Linked DNA regions of Mus musculus: regions 1, 3 and 4 are each linked to region 2. Evidence: chromatin contacts called from public promoter capture Hi-C data. All regions are on one chromosome and are shown on one strand. Each heading gives the region's core, a stretch centred on a gene start, on an enhancer-like site or on the middle of the called end of the contact. The rest is flanking DNA. Distances are from core to core; before and after follow the strand shown.

The links. Promoter capture Hi-C pulls out the DNA fragments that hold promoters and counts their contacts. Capture Hi-C pulls out chosen DNA fragments and counts their contacts.
Region 1: a contact with region 2 is called in a promoter capture Hi-C map of liver. The contact joins the promoter of Cluap1 here to the promoter of Alg1 in region 2. A contact is called at or near these places in 2 of 39 promoter capture datasets (cranial neural crest and liver) and 1 of 115 datasets of contacts at active chromatin or transcription factors (pancreatic cancer cells).
Region 3: a contact with region 2 is called in a promoter capture Hi-C map of pre-B cells. The contact joins the promoter of Zfp597 here to the promoter of Alg1 in region 2. A contact is called at or near these places in 6 of 39 promoter capture datasets (cranial neural crest, hematopoietic stem and progenitor cells, liver and 2 more) and 1 of 9 other capture datasets (liver).
Region 4: a contact with region 2 is called in a promoter capture Hi-C map of adipose tissue, with 2.2 times the contacts expected there. The contact joins the promoter of Zfp174 here to the promoter of Alg1 in region 2. A contact is called at or near these places in 3 of 39 promoter capture datasets (cranial neural crest, liver and pre-B cells), 1 of 484 Hi-C or Micro-C datasets (B cells) and 1 of 9 other capture datasets (adipose tissue).

Annotation. Positions count from the first base shown.
Region 1 is chr16:3,907,700-3,910,621 of GRCm38.p6, reverse strand. Cluap1 (clusterin associated protein 1) reads right to left here and starts at 1,613. Exons shown (of 12, transcript NM_029738.2): 1 at 1,469-1,613. The coding sequence starts at 1,490. It overlaps 1700037C18Rik (RIKEN cDNA 1700037C18 gene), which reads left to right and starts at 1,933. Exons shown (of 3, transcript NM_028484.2): 1 at 1,933-2,172. The coding sequence starts at 2,169. Gm41410 (predicted gene, 41410) reads left to right here and starts at 1,969. Exons shown (of 4, transcript NR_153801.1): 1 at 1,969-2,017.
Region 2 is chr16:5,232,190-5,235,239 of GRCm38.p6, reverse strand. It overlaps Alg1 (asparagine-linked glycosylation 1 (beta-1,4-mannosyltransferase)), which reads right to left and starts at 1,619. Exons shown (of 13, transcript NM_145362.2): 1 at 1,383-1,619; 2 at 197-274; 3 at 1-77. The coding sequence starts at 1,590.
Region 3 is chr16:3,870,903-3,874,062 of GRCm38.p6, reverse strand. It overlaps Zfp597 (zinc finger protein 597), which reads left to right and starts at 1,689. Exons shown (of 3, transcript NM_001033159.2): 1 at 1,689-2,004; 2 at 2,787-2,913. The coding sequence starts at 1,972. It also overlaps a transcript of Zfp174 not described here and a transcript of Naa60 not described here.
Region 4 is chr16:3,845,461-3,848,520 of GRCm38.p6, reverse strand. Zfp174 (zinc finger protein 174) reads right to left here and starts at 1,298. Exons shown (of 3, transcript NM_001081217.1): 1 at 247-1,298. The coding sequence starts at 648.

The DNA.
Region 1 (2,922 bases), core at 364-2,863, 1.3 Mb after region 2:
ACCTGGTCTATGAAACAAGTTCTAGGTCATCCAGGGCTGTTGTTCAAGACAGGAAAAAACCTTGTCTTGAAAAACAAGTAAAAGAGAGCAAGAAAGCAAGAAAACAACCAACATTTCTGAGTTCTTACAATATGCTGAGATCTTGACCATGGTTCCTGGCAATGTAATGTCTACTCATGCTTACGGGTATTCAAAATGTACATTCAGCATTCCAAACAATCTATCTGGGCAACAAAGCAGGGCAGGCAGACTCTGCTAGGTCACGAAGAGATGGTAGAAAGATAGGAAGCATCCTTCCCTTATTTCTTTCCCTTATATCACACACACACATATATCCCATATATGTATACCCTTTATATTGCAGCTTTTCCTTATACCTCTATGAAAAAAGTCAGGTTTTGCCTAAACACTCCTTTTAGCTAAGTAGTAGCTATCAAGTTCTCCACTGTTATAAATGGTGACAGTCTCATAGATTACACACTATACAGCATTTATTTAAGGTAAAAAAATATAAATCAGTATAAATTCTGAAATACTCCTTTTAAATATTCTTTCCAGTACAATGATCACTATTCAATGATCCCAGTAAAGTGCCAGCCTCATCAAAAACTACGTGGGACAGTCATAATTACACTGTTTCAAATACCCTCAAACCCTAGACAACACGACCCTAATAGCTGCTACTCTTCTGTAAGTGAAGTAAGATTTTTTAGGTCACACAGTCCCATCACTCTAGCTGTGTGAACCAGGGGTAGCTATACTACTTAACTTGCAGTTAAAACTAGGAACAATAAGGGTGAAATATAATCACCTGCCACAAAAAGGATGTTTCCCCCAAAGAGTATAACGAGTAAGAGTAGTCTGCTTCCCCACTCTCTAGCCAAGTTCTCTGCCCAGTATTTGGCATTCAGGCAAGCTGGATTCAAACTCTAAAGCAACTCGTTCAATTACTTTGACCTCTTGCTGCCTGTTTCATCTCTAACCAGGGCACAAACCTGCTAGGAGTAAATGAAATATTGCCCACATAGAGGACAGCATGTGACAGATTGTAACATACAAACAAACAAAACAAACCCTCAAAAATGAACAAAACAACCTAGCAGCACTAGCCATCCATTCATCCGGCCACTTCCTCGGCTTTACTGGTTCTTTCTACAAACTAAATGCAGAAGAAGTCTCCATTTCCGCAAGACCTTTCTAATGCGGCTGCAAATGTGGCCGTGACAACCAGAGATAAAATGAGGTGAAATTAAACATTCAGTTCTTCAGCGGCTCGAGACACATTCCCAGTGTTCTAGCTACACGTGGCCAGTGACGGACCGAACTTTCCAAAGGTGCTGTAAAGTTCTGTCAGCCCCTGGCTGGCCCAGGGACCCACGGCCTGCCTGGGCCCACGGCTCTGGCAGGGGTCCGGCAGGGGAGTCTCGAGATCCTGGGAAGCCCACGGGAAAGCCGGGTGCAGCCTTACTGCGGAGGTCGCGGAAAGACATGGCGCTCTGGTCCCCAAGAGTCCACTGGGGCGCCGCTGCCCGTCTCTGTAGAGTTCGCAGGCCCAGCGCTCTCCGGTCTCTATAGCAACGCTCAGAGGCCTTGGACAGCGTGCGGACCAGGCCAAACAGGACAGGAAGCGAAGAGGGGTGGTGAGCGCAAGCGCAGGACACAGACCAACAGGTGGCGCCAAGCACCTTGCGAGCTGCGCAACGTCATAGTCTTTCAGAGAGCGCTTTTGGCTCTGGTCCCGTTGGAACTCTCATTACCTCACTGATATATGGAGCACATTATAACCTTTTGTGACCGAGTCTCCTTTGTATTTGTAAAAGCATAGCTAAACCCCGCAGTCGAAGCCTCATAAAGTATCCACAGAATGACAGGAACGAAGATACCCTACCCTGGGCAGAATTCGAGACCTGTACCCGGAAGGCTTTTGTGCACGCACAGCTAGTCAGTATTCCCGACAAGCCGGAAATTGGCGCCCAGACTCGCGCGCCAGAGGTTGCCCTGGAAACTGTGGAGCGAGGTAGTGCTGGTGTACCACGCCTAGGGTGTCAGGGTCAGCACAGGCTCTACAGAGAACTCTCCTTGGTGACTGCTACGAGTCGAGGACAACCGCGACAAAAGCAGGGCTGGAGAGAGGAGAGCTGTGCCAGGAAGGGTGGGCGATAAGGAAAATGGGTAGGTGCAAGAAGTAAAGGTGCCCTTGGCTAGAACACGGTGGTACTGACCAAGAGTAGATACTTAAGGACAAAAATATGTGGGGTAGGGCCATACATTCGTGGCTAGTCTAACATGGGGGACAATGCATTTGAACAGTCTTTGCAACAAATGGTTTTGAAACAATGAGCAATCCATAGCAAATTAATATCTATGTAAAAAACAATGGTTCATACACCTAGATGTAAAACCTAGAACTAAATTTTCTATAATGAAACAGAGTTGTGGTGGAGTTAAGATTCTAAAGAACCTGTAGTTTTATATTTCTACCAGCAGAATAATTGTTCCAGTTTGTCAGAATGCACAGGAAAAAAATTGGCATTATCTACATACTGCTTAACCTATGAGAAAATGGATAATTAGACAAGTGTCACCCAGAACCATCTTCTCAGCATGATTCAGATCTCTACAGGTTTGTTCTCCAAATCCTCGTTCTCCCTGCCACAAATGAGGAAGCCTAGCGAATGACTTTCCAGCATACCAAAGCCAATTTGTCTTATGTGGCTTGCTCTGAATCTAACATCAACAAATTTACCCTAGGTTTCTGGTCTCTTCCCTTGCCCGCCTCCCTCCTTGCCCCTGACATACCATACTCTCCCAAACTAGGAGGTCCAGGAAGACTAGTCTTTACTGTGACATCATAAGGACCAGTTGCTATGGGAGACCTGCAGATCCACCCCCTAGACAGGGGAGAGCAGGCCCTACTGCACA
Region 2 (3,050 bases), core at 370-2,869:
CATGCGCATCATCTTCCACAGCAAGTACACTGCCTGAAATACAACCTTGACTCCATACTGGAGAATTCGGGGCCCAGCTGCAAGTCAGAAAACATCTGTCTCTACAAAAGAGCTCTTGGCACTGAGAGTCCCTTCATCTTCCCAATACGCAACCATCCCTACCCCTAGTCAAGAACCTGGAGTTGACTGGTCCTACCTCCCAGGCCCCGCAGATCTGTCAACTTCACAATCCGAATCCTATCATTCTGCAAGAGTTCATCTCGAGGTTTGGAGTCTGCAAATGCAAATGAGCCCTTTCAGGTATCAGAAATAGCCAGTTACAGTCAGCTGGGTGTGTTCCTTCACATCTGTAATTCCAGTACTTGGAAGGATAAGGCAGGATAAAGTGTTCAAAGCCAGCATGTGCTACAAAGCATGCCCATCTCAAGTAAACAAGGTGGAAGGAAAATAACACCTATCAAAACCTCACAGGTCCCCAGTACCCAGAATAGAAAATGAGGTCACTTTGTGTTCTTCTATAGAATACCCTCGAAGGGCATTCATCATACCTACTTAATTTAACCTGATGACTGGCATGCAATAGGGACCCAATTTAACTGATAAAGAGTAGAACTCCTGGATGGCAGTCTGCCCTAGGATAGCACTCCACACGGGGACCAATAAGGGCTATTTCCACTTTCCCTTAGATAGAGCTGGGCCACCCCCAAGTTCGCAGATCCAATTTGAGGTGCCCAGCACGTGTTCGAGGATAGTTATGAATGTCCCCAACATGCTAGCAGATTTCATATGACTGTGTCAAAAGGTTGGATACCTGAGGGGCTACTAAAGTGCATGCCTTTAATCCCAACACTCTAAAGGCAGTAGCAAGTGGATCTCTGTGAGTTCAAGGACACTCTGGCCTACATAGTGAGATCCAAACCAGCTAGAGGCTGCATAGTAAGAGTGAACCCCTGAAAAATCATCCACGTGGACATGATGAGGGAGTGGACACCTCTGCCTACACCTTAGGGGACAAGAGAACCATCCACAGCAAGAAAAGCTCTGCGGCTGGACAAGGGATGTGAAGAAACATTCAGCCTGCCAACTCAGTGACAAAGGCAGCATGAGGAAGTGGTGACCAGCACTAAGGTCTCACACACCAGGGTTGCAGCCTGTCTGTGCACTACCTAAACAAAGCAAGTGACAGACACTTTTGCAACCGATCTATTTGTAGTCCTCACGTATGGTAAACGGCGACTGACGCCCGCTGCTCCCAGACACCAGAAAACAGCGGTCCAGACCAGAACAGGCAGGAGAGGAGCACAGCTGCTCCCGCCTCTGTCCCAAAACAGGGAGAGTCAAGGCTCCTGATTGAGCCTCCCTCTCAGGTCCCCGCCACTCACTGTAGAACCCCAGCAGCGTCACCGAAAAGCCGCTCTGGGCCAATGACAGCGCGTGGTACTGCATGCGGGGGCTGCGGCCCACGTCGCCCAGCACCACGACGACCATGTGCCGGGCCCTGCCCGTTTGCCGCCCACGCTTCCACAAGCCCAGCAGCAGCACCAGCAACAGCAGCGCCAGAACCAGCAGCGCCACGCAGGACGCTGCCATCTTGGCCGGCCGGCGCCGAGCACGTGACCGGGCCCGGAAGCCTCGCTATGCGCAAGCGCACACCCCAGACCCTGCCCAGGGGGAGGTGATTATGAAATCGCCTCTTTACGAAGGAGGAGGCGGAGCCTTGGATAAGGCGAGGTCTGGGAGAAAAGGAAAGAGAATTTGGAAGATGGGGGCGGGCTCTGAACGGGGGGGCGGGGCCTGGAAAGGGTAGGAGGCCTTTGAAGAGTTACTTAAGGAGCCCAAGAATGGACTTAGCCATGCCAAGTTCTCTGAAGTGTGTTTTCCCCTGTGAAAGTAAAGCTGTACCTTTATTGGAGTCTAAGAACTTCTTTTAAAGACCGCTAAGATAAATTTCAAACTATAATAATGATGATAATGATTACCTGCTGCTAGAGTACACTTCTCAGCTTCCCTTACGGACTGTGAAGTCATTTCTACCCCTATAGGAGGCCATATCTCATCTTCTGTGAGTATCTTAGCCATCTACACAAAAATGTACCCTCACCGTACATGAACTTGTCTCGGCTATGATCAGACCCAGCCTCTTTTATCTACTCTCTCAGTAGCTGCCTTTAATAATCTAACAAGAGAGATTAAATTTTAGATGAGAGGCTGATGAGTTTTCTTCAGGTAAAGGTGTTTGATGCTAAAGTAGGGTACCATCTCAGGAAGGAGAGAATCAACTCTCTACATCCTCTGACTTCCACGCTCCTGCTGTGACACACACAGCACCTCCCTTGTACACTAAATAAATAAAAACAATTTGGATGAATTTCCTAGTTTTGTTGAGGAAAGAGGCCATTCCCTGAGAAGTGAATGTATAAACAAGATCATGGCTACACATGGAAACCGATCTTTGTTGGTAGAAGGCAAGAGACCATAGGGCCTCTGGCTCTTTAGCAGAGGTGCCTTCCAGTGAGAAAATTTATTAAGCAAAATGTTTATCTCTTCATTTGTTAAGATGCATGCACATTGAATACAACAATTCAAATACAAAAGAGAGGAAGCAGGCATAGTATAGCCTGTAATTCTGGCACTGTGGAGGAGAAGCCAAGGTCATCCTCGACTCCATAGAGAGTTCAAGACCTGCCTGGGCAGCTTATGACAAGAACTCAAAAAAATAAGGGGCTGGATAAATGACTCAGCAGTTAAGAGCTCTTACTTGCAATCATGACAGGAGTTCAAATCCTGACACCCATGTAACAAGCTGGATGTCACCACAAAACCTATAATCTCAGCTGTGAGGGGCAGAAACAGAAAGCTCACTAAAGCTTGTTGGCTTTCAGCTTATAAGGAGAAAAAGGAGACTCAAGTTTAGGGAGAGACGAATAGACAATGGGTTATAGAGAAAGAAAGGAAGGGAAAGAAGGAAGGGAGGGAGGAAGGGAGGGAGGGAGGGAAGAAGGAAGGAAGGAAGGAAGGAAGGAAGGAAGGAAGGAAGGAAGGAAGGAAGG
Region 3 (3,160 bases), core at 440-2,939, 1.4 Mb after region 2:
TGCATTTTTCCTTTACCCAGAGTTTTTACTTTGTAGTTAGATGGCTAGAGTGTGTCAGACTCTTCTCCCAGTGACAGAGCACTTGCATTGATAGGCCAAACCCTAATGAATCTTTATTCTTGAAAAACTTGGGATGGGTCCATTAAACAAAAAAAGTTAGCATGCAGTAGCTGTGTTCCATTGGCATTATCAACATATTTAATAGGAAACACGGGCCTGTATGCTGCCACTGAGCCCCAGAATGAACACAACTGCTTTAATTGTTTCGTTAGATTCTGTTGTTGGCAGTTGAAACTATCCTGACATTCTGTCAAATCCCACTACTCTTCACCTCAAATGTTTTAATAACCATGCAGCCAATCCCTGAGTAACCTGACATTAGCATAACAGATTATGTTGGCACTGGGTGGGGTGGCCTCATCTCTAATCCCAGCACTTGGGTGGCAGAAGCAAATGGATGTGTTCGATGTTGGAGGCCAGGCTGGTCTACAGAGCAAGTTCTGAGCAGCCAAGGGCATAGAGTAAGACTCCATCTCTAACGAAAGAGACAAGAGACCTGGGGTTTATTTGGAATTTTCAAGGTACTAATCTTGTTTGTTGACCCCCAAACTCTTTCTCATAATCTGGCGAATCTTTTCACTTAACATCTTATAATAGTTTAAATTGCCCTCTGTATTATCAAAGAGAGGCACTATGGGCTCTTTGCAGCTGAGGAAAGCAAAGTTAAAAGGTGTCCAGATGTGGGTTTGGATCTAGCTACTAAGGGGTACTGAGGCAAGACCTTAATTGCAGGTCTACTGGGGCTATACAGTGATTTCAGAGTTAGCTTGGGTCAACCTCATTTCAAAATAAAGTTTAAAACAAGGATAGGGGTCTGAGCTCAGTGGTAGAAAGTCTACTATGCGTGAAACCGTAGTTTCACCCTCAGTACCAAAGGGGGGAAAATTGGCACGATCATCTAATTAGTGACAGTTCTAGAAAGAGCTCGACTTTATGATTTTGAATCTTCAATTCGCTGCTCAATGTTGGTTACAAGAACATTTGCCACTAGGGCAGGTCCAGACATCCTGCGAAGGAAATCCGCGGTCTATTCCCGCTCGATGTCCGCTATGGGCCCCAATCATTTGGTTGGACTACACCTGTCGGGTACAATGGTTCATGTCCCTAGAATACTTCGGGAACGGACACGAGCAACAAGGCTAACCTGACCTGAATTTGTGATTGCACAAAGATAACCTCTTACACACCGTAGCCCCACAATCCATCTGAGACTGGGCTTGGGCCCAAGCTAAGCCTGGATCTCGGGGCCTCTCATTCACCTCACCCCCTCCTACCGAAAGCTCCGGCCCCCCCAGCGTCTGTGTGTTCCCGCCATCCGTGATCGACTCCAGAGTGGTCCGGTCTCTGCTTTCGGAATCACCGTGTCCCTCAGGGACCATTCTACTGCTCCGACTGAACATATCAACAGGCGGGGCACTCACCACCGAGACCCAGCCAGAGGAACCGGAAACGGCTGCTTGTAGAAGCTCAGGAATAGCCTCTCAGTTGCCAGGTGCGATTCAGGTCCTCGGGAAGCTGCTCAATTGGTCCATTAAGGAGGGACCGCCGCCTCGGGAGTACGCTGGCCAATCAGGATGCAGGATGGATGGGGGGGGTCGCTTCCGGCGGTTTCCCTGCAGCTACTGCGTGGGGAGCATGGGAGCGTGGGAGTGTTGTGGTGGCCTCCGCCTCCTTTGTCGCGTCTCGGCTGGGCGTGGCTTCACGCTGCTTCTGCCGGGTTGGGCGAGGTTGTCGGTACTCCGGGGCTGGTGAGTGTGGCTGTTTCAGAGCTGTTTTGGAGAAAGAAGCCGTCAGCTCAGATTCTCAAAGGAGCTTGAGGGCGAAGTGGAAAGGCCTGGCAGCGGAGTTGGAGACTCTCCACTCGAAGTGTTGTCCAAACGTGGGGACTTAAGGAGCCCTTCCTTTCCCCAGATGGCGTCCACGCTCCCCACATCGGATGAGCAGGTGAATTGTGTCGCTATTTTCCTACAGGTGTCCTGACCTGGCGGCAGTTAGACGCGCAGGTCCTGAGGCGCCTCCTCAGATAGCCCTTTGACCAAGCTGTCTTACGTTTCTTGGCTTACCGACTTCCTCATTTCAGAATCATCAGGTGGAGGAGAGCCCTAGCAGGGGTCTATAACAATTTCTCAAAGTTATCTTGCTGAAATGCGTCTCCAAATGGCAGATTCCTGGGCTTCACACCTGTTGAATAATGATAATTAAAACCCAGGTGAATTTTACACCAAAAGCTCTATGGGTTTACAGGAACAGTAAACTTAGGAGAGAACTAGAGCTTTAGGTGGTGGTGGTCGTGATGTGTGTGTGTGTGTGTGTAGCTGAGCAATCACTGATGAAAAAGAAACACAAACTAGCAAAGAATGATGTTAGGAAACTCCTAAAAACTATTTCTCAGGATTCTTACTGGGCTGGCCAGTGTCGTCCCCCCCCCCTTCCCCTCCCTTCTTAGAGAATCCGAAATAATTTCTCTCCCCAAGAATTGTTCACTTATCTTTTCAGGAAAGACTACGTTCTCACGGTGTACTTCTTGATTCTCACACCACTGTTTGAAAATTTATGTTTATGCTCTCTCCCCCACCCTATTCAAGCCATAGAGTTCCCCCAGGGAGGAATATTTTACACCAAGCCTTTTCGCCTTAGAATGCGGAGGGGTTTAGCTCTTTTCAGCCTTCCAGGACACTCAACTGACCTGCTAGCTTTTTATACTAACAACAGTGCTTCTGTTTCAGAGACCACTGCTATTTGAAGATCTGGATGTGTATTTTTCTCAAGAGGAATGTGTGAGTCTGCACCCTGCTCAGAAGACCCTCAGCAGAGAAGCCCCATTGAAGAGTTTTGAGAATTTGGACTCGATAGGTAAGACAGTTGTTTCTCCTGCATTATGGAACTTTCATCAGTTCTAGGATGAACATTGTATGCCTTGTCCACACTGGTGGTGGATTGAGACCTATCTGTGACACACACACACACACACATATTGTGTATTATGTATACGTATCTATCTATCTATCTATCTATCAAAATCACATGTATATGTGGATTTCTATAGCTATAGCAAGAACTTGTAGGAGAGAACAAGTGTCAGAGTCAGATAATGTTTTCC
Region 4 (3,060 bases), core at 49-2,548, 1.4 Mb after region 2:
AACAAAACCTACTCTTACAAGGTTGGAGTCTCTGAAGGAATAGCTTAGTTCTCTGCTTCCTCACTGGGTGCCAGTGGCTCGGTTTTCTGAAACCCTGGTTATGGCTTTGGGGGATAAGGGGATTCCTCCAGGCTGGAAGCAACTTTTGAAGCCTGGAATCTCTAACTAGGGATCATGAGACAAAACACTACCTCAAAAGACAACAAAAACATTACCTAGGACCCACAGAAATAGGACCCTCCTTACCCACTGCTTTGGTTTTTTGGATGTTCTGTGCAAATCTTCCACCAGAGTCACAATCTCCCTGCTGCTCTTTGGATACCGATGCCAGACCTGTGCCTGGATCTCTGGAGGTAGGATGACCAGAAACTGCTCCATCACCAGGAGCTCCAAAATCTGCTCTTTAGTGTGTAGTTCAGGCTGCAGCCACTGTCTGCAGAGCTGTTGAAGGCAGGAGAGCGCTTCCTGGGGCCCAGACACTTCTTGATAGCAAAAGTGTCTGAAGCCCTGGCGGGAAAGCTCAGGGTCAGGATAGGCTTTTTGCTGAGGGGGGCCACGGTTTTCTTCCAGCTTCATTATTATGTGTCTCTCTTGCTTGTCAGAATCCTCAGTGTGGGTGCTCAAAGTTATCTCCATTCTAGCTGCCATTTTGGGGGCTCTGGGAACAATGTGTCACTCTAATGGTAAACTGATTATGTCTTCTGGGTCCTTGCTCTGGAGAAATCTGAAGGCTAGAAAAATGTTAGGAACGAAGCCTCCCTGGAAGGACTGCAAAGACATAGCTTTCTCATTTGCTAGTCTTTATCCCAGACTCTGAAAACAAAATAGTTCCCGGTCTTTTCGTCAGTTTTTAAGGAGAAAAGTCATAATACCCCAGAAGGGCACTGGAGAGAATATTTTATTTTTGTATCTGGCGAAATTCACAACGCGTTAGGGCCGGTAGAGGAATCCCCAGGGAAAGTTTAAGCTATCATCTTGTGGGTAGCTCGCACCAACTCTCCGGCATCTGGCAGACACCGACCTGATCCAGCACCTCTGAGCGAAGCAGAGCCAAGGCCACAGCGCGACCAATGCGTGGTTAAGGATAGGGAGTGCGGCTCCGCGGCCCAGTCAGCTCGGACACGCAGCTCCACAGCAGTGTTGGGTGTCAGTTCCAGTAGCCACCTGCGACACCACGTTCTGAGGCAGCTCAGAAGCCAGTGCCCGCCTGCAGGTGACCCACCTTGCCAGAGACTGGACACCGGGAACCCTAGAGCACAGTCTAGGGGAGGAGCCGGAGCCCCGCCACGGAGACGCCCACTGGCTCCAAGAGCTACCCACGGGAAGGCCCGCCTCTCCTCTACAGGACTGGGTCTCCAGGACACTGCTAATCTTTTATTGGCTGTTTGATTTATCAATCAGTCGCAGTGCCTCTTGGGAGTCGTAGTTCAGTGGCTAGTCCCGGAGCGTTCGCAATGTACTGCCTAATACCAGATAGTTGGCAGTCACTCGGTTGGCTGAGGGAATTTGGGGCAGCAGAAAGTGCGAGGGGTCCAGCGAGTCCTCCGTATGGGGGGCTTCAGGTCAGGTCTCATATTGGCCGGGAGGGCCTCCCTCTTAGGACATGTCTGTGGTGTACTTGAAACAGGACCCAGGGGTTGGACGAACCCGCTGAAACTCATTCTCCATAGCAGGATCTTAACTTTCTTCGACCTCGCCTCTAGGCTTTTTCCTATTCTTGCGTGGTCTAACCTTCGCAAATGACTCAACGAATGCAAACACGTAGGAAACAAAGTAGTTTGCCCACTGCATGGGCTATCTTCAGAGTCTGAGGTAAAGCCTGACAACCTGGTACCATCTACGATGTGCAATGGTGAGAGATCAGTCTCTGTCTTCACAATCAATGAAGCAATAATTATGTGATGAATGGAACTTACGAGGTCAGTGTGGGGGTCATTAAACCAGGAGAGCATCTATTAGACTTTCTTGAGTTTCACGAAGTACGGGATATGAGAGAAAGTGTAAGGCAACTACAACTTCTCTTACTTGAAGACCAACCTTAACTTTTTCCGTACACATCTTCGTATGCTTGAAGACTTTGGACCCTCTCCCCACATACTAACAGCTTAACATTTCCAAAAATAGTTTCTCCTATGATTTTTGCCTTTCTTTCACAGCTCTCGTTTATTTTAAAATTTATTTATTTAAAGGTGTATGGTGTTTTGCCTGCCTGTCTGTCTGTGTATCACATGTGCCTGCTGCCCATGAAAGCCAGAAGAGAATGTTGGAATCCCCTGAAACTGGAGAGTTGTGAGCTCTGGTGTGGGTGCTGGGAATCAAACCCAGACCCTCTGGAAGAGCAGCCAGTGCTATATACAGTGAACTGCCTCTCCAGCTCCTTTTATTTTTATTCGTTATATATAATCTTTTTGTTGTTCTGAGACTTCTCACAATGTAGCCCAGTGTATAATCCTTCAACCTCTGCTTCCTCAGTGTGGATGAAAGGCATGTGCAAGCATGCTCTAGAAAACTTTCAATTTTTTTCCCTTAAGGCTGGGAGATAGCTCAGTTGATATAGTGCTTGCCAAACAAGCATGTGAAAAATCTGGATGTGATGATGAGCTCTTGTAATTCCCATACTGGGGAGGTGGAGGGAGAGCAGGTGGATCATTGGAACTCCCTGCCCTCCTACACTAGCCTAGGAGCTAATTTCTAGGCCAATGAGAGATCCTGCCTTAAAATAGGAAGATGGAAAAAAGAAAAACACACAAACAAACAAACAAACCCCATGAGGCAGGCCTCTAGAGGCCTTCTAGAGGGTTTGGGTTGTATTCTAAGCACTGTGTCAGGCAGCTCACAATCATATATAACTCCAAATTCAGGGGATCTAACGCCTCTGACCTCCACTGCCACCTCACACGTACATGCCCAGATATAGGCTCATACACCTACATATAATTAAAAATAATAAATAAATCTTTAAAAAGTTCAAAAAGCAACCGGGCATAGTGGCGCATGTCTTTAATCCCAGCACTCAGGAGGCAGAGGCAGGCTGATATCTGTGAGTTCAAGGCCAGCCTA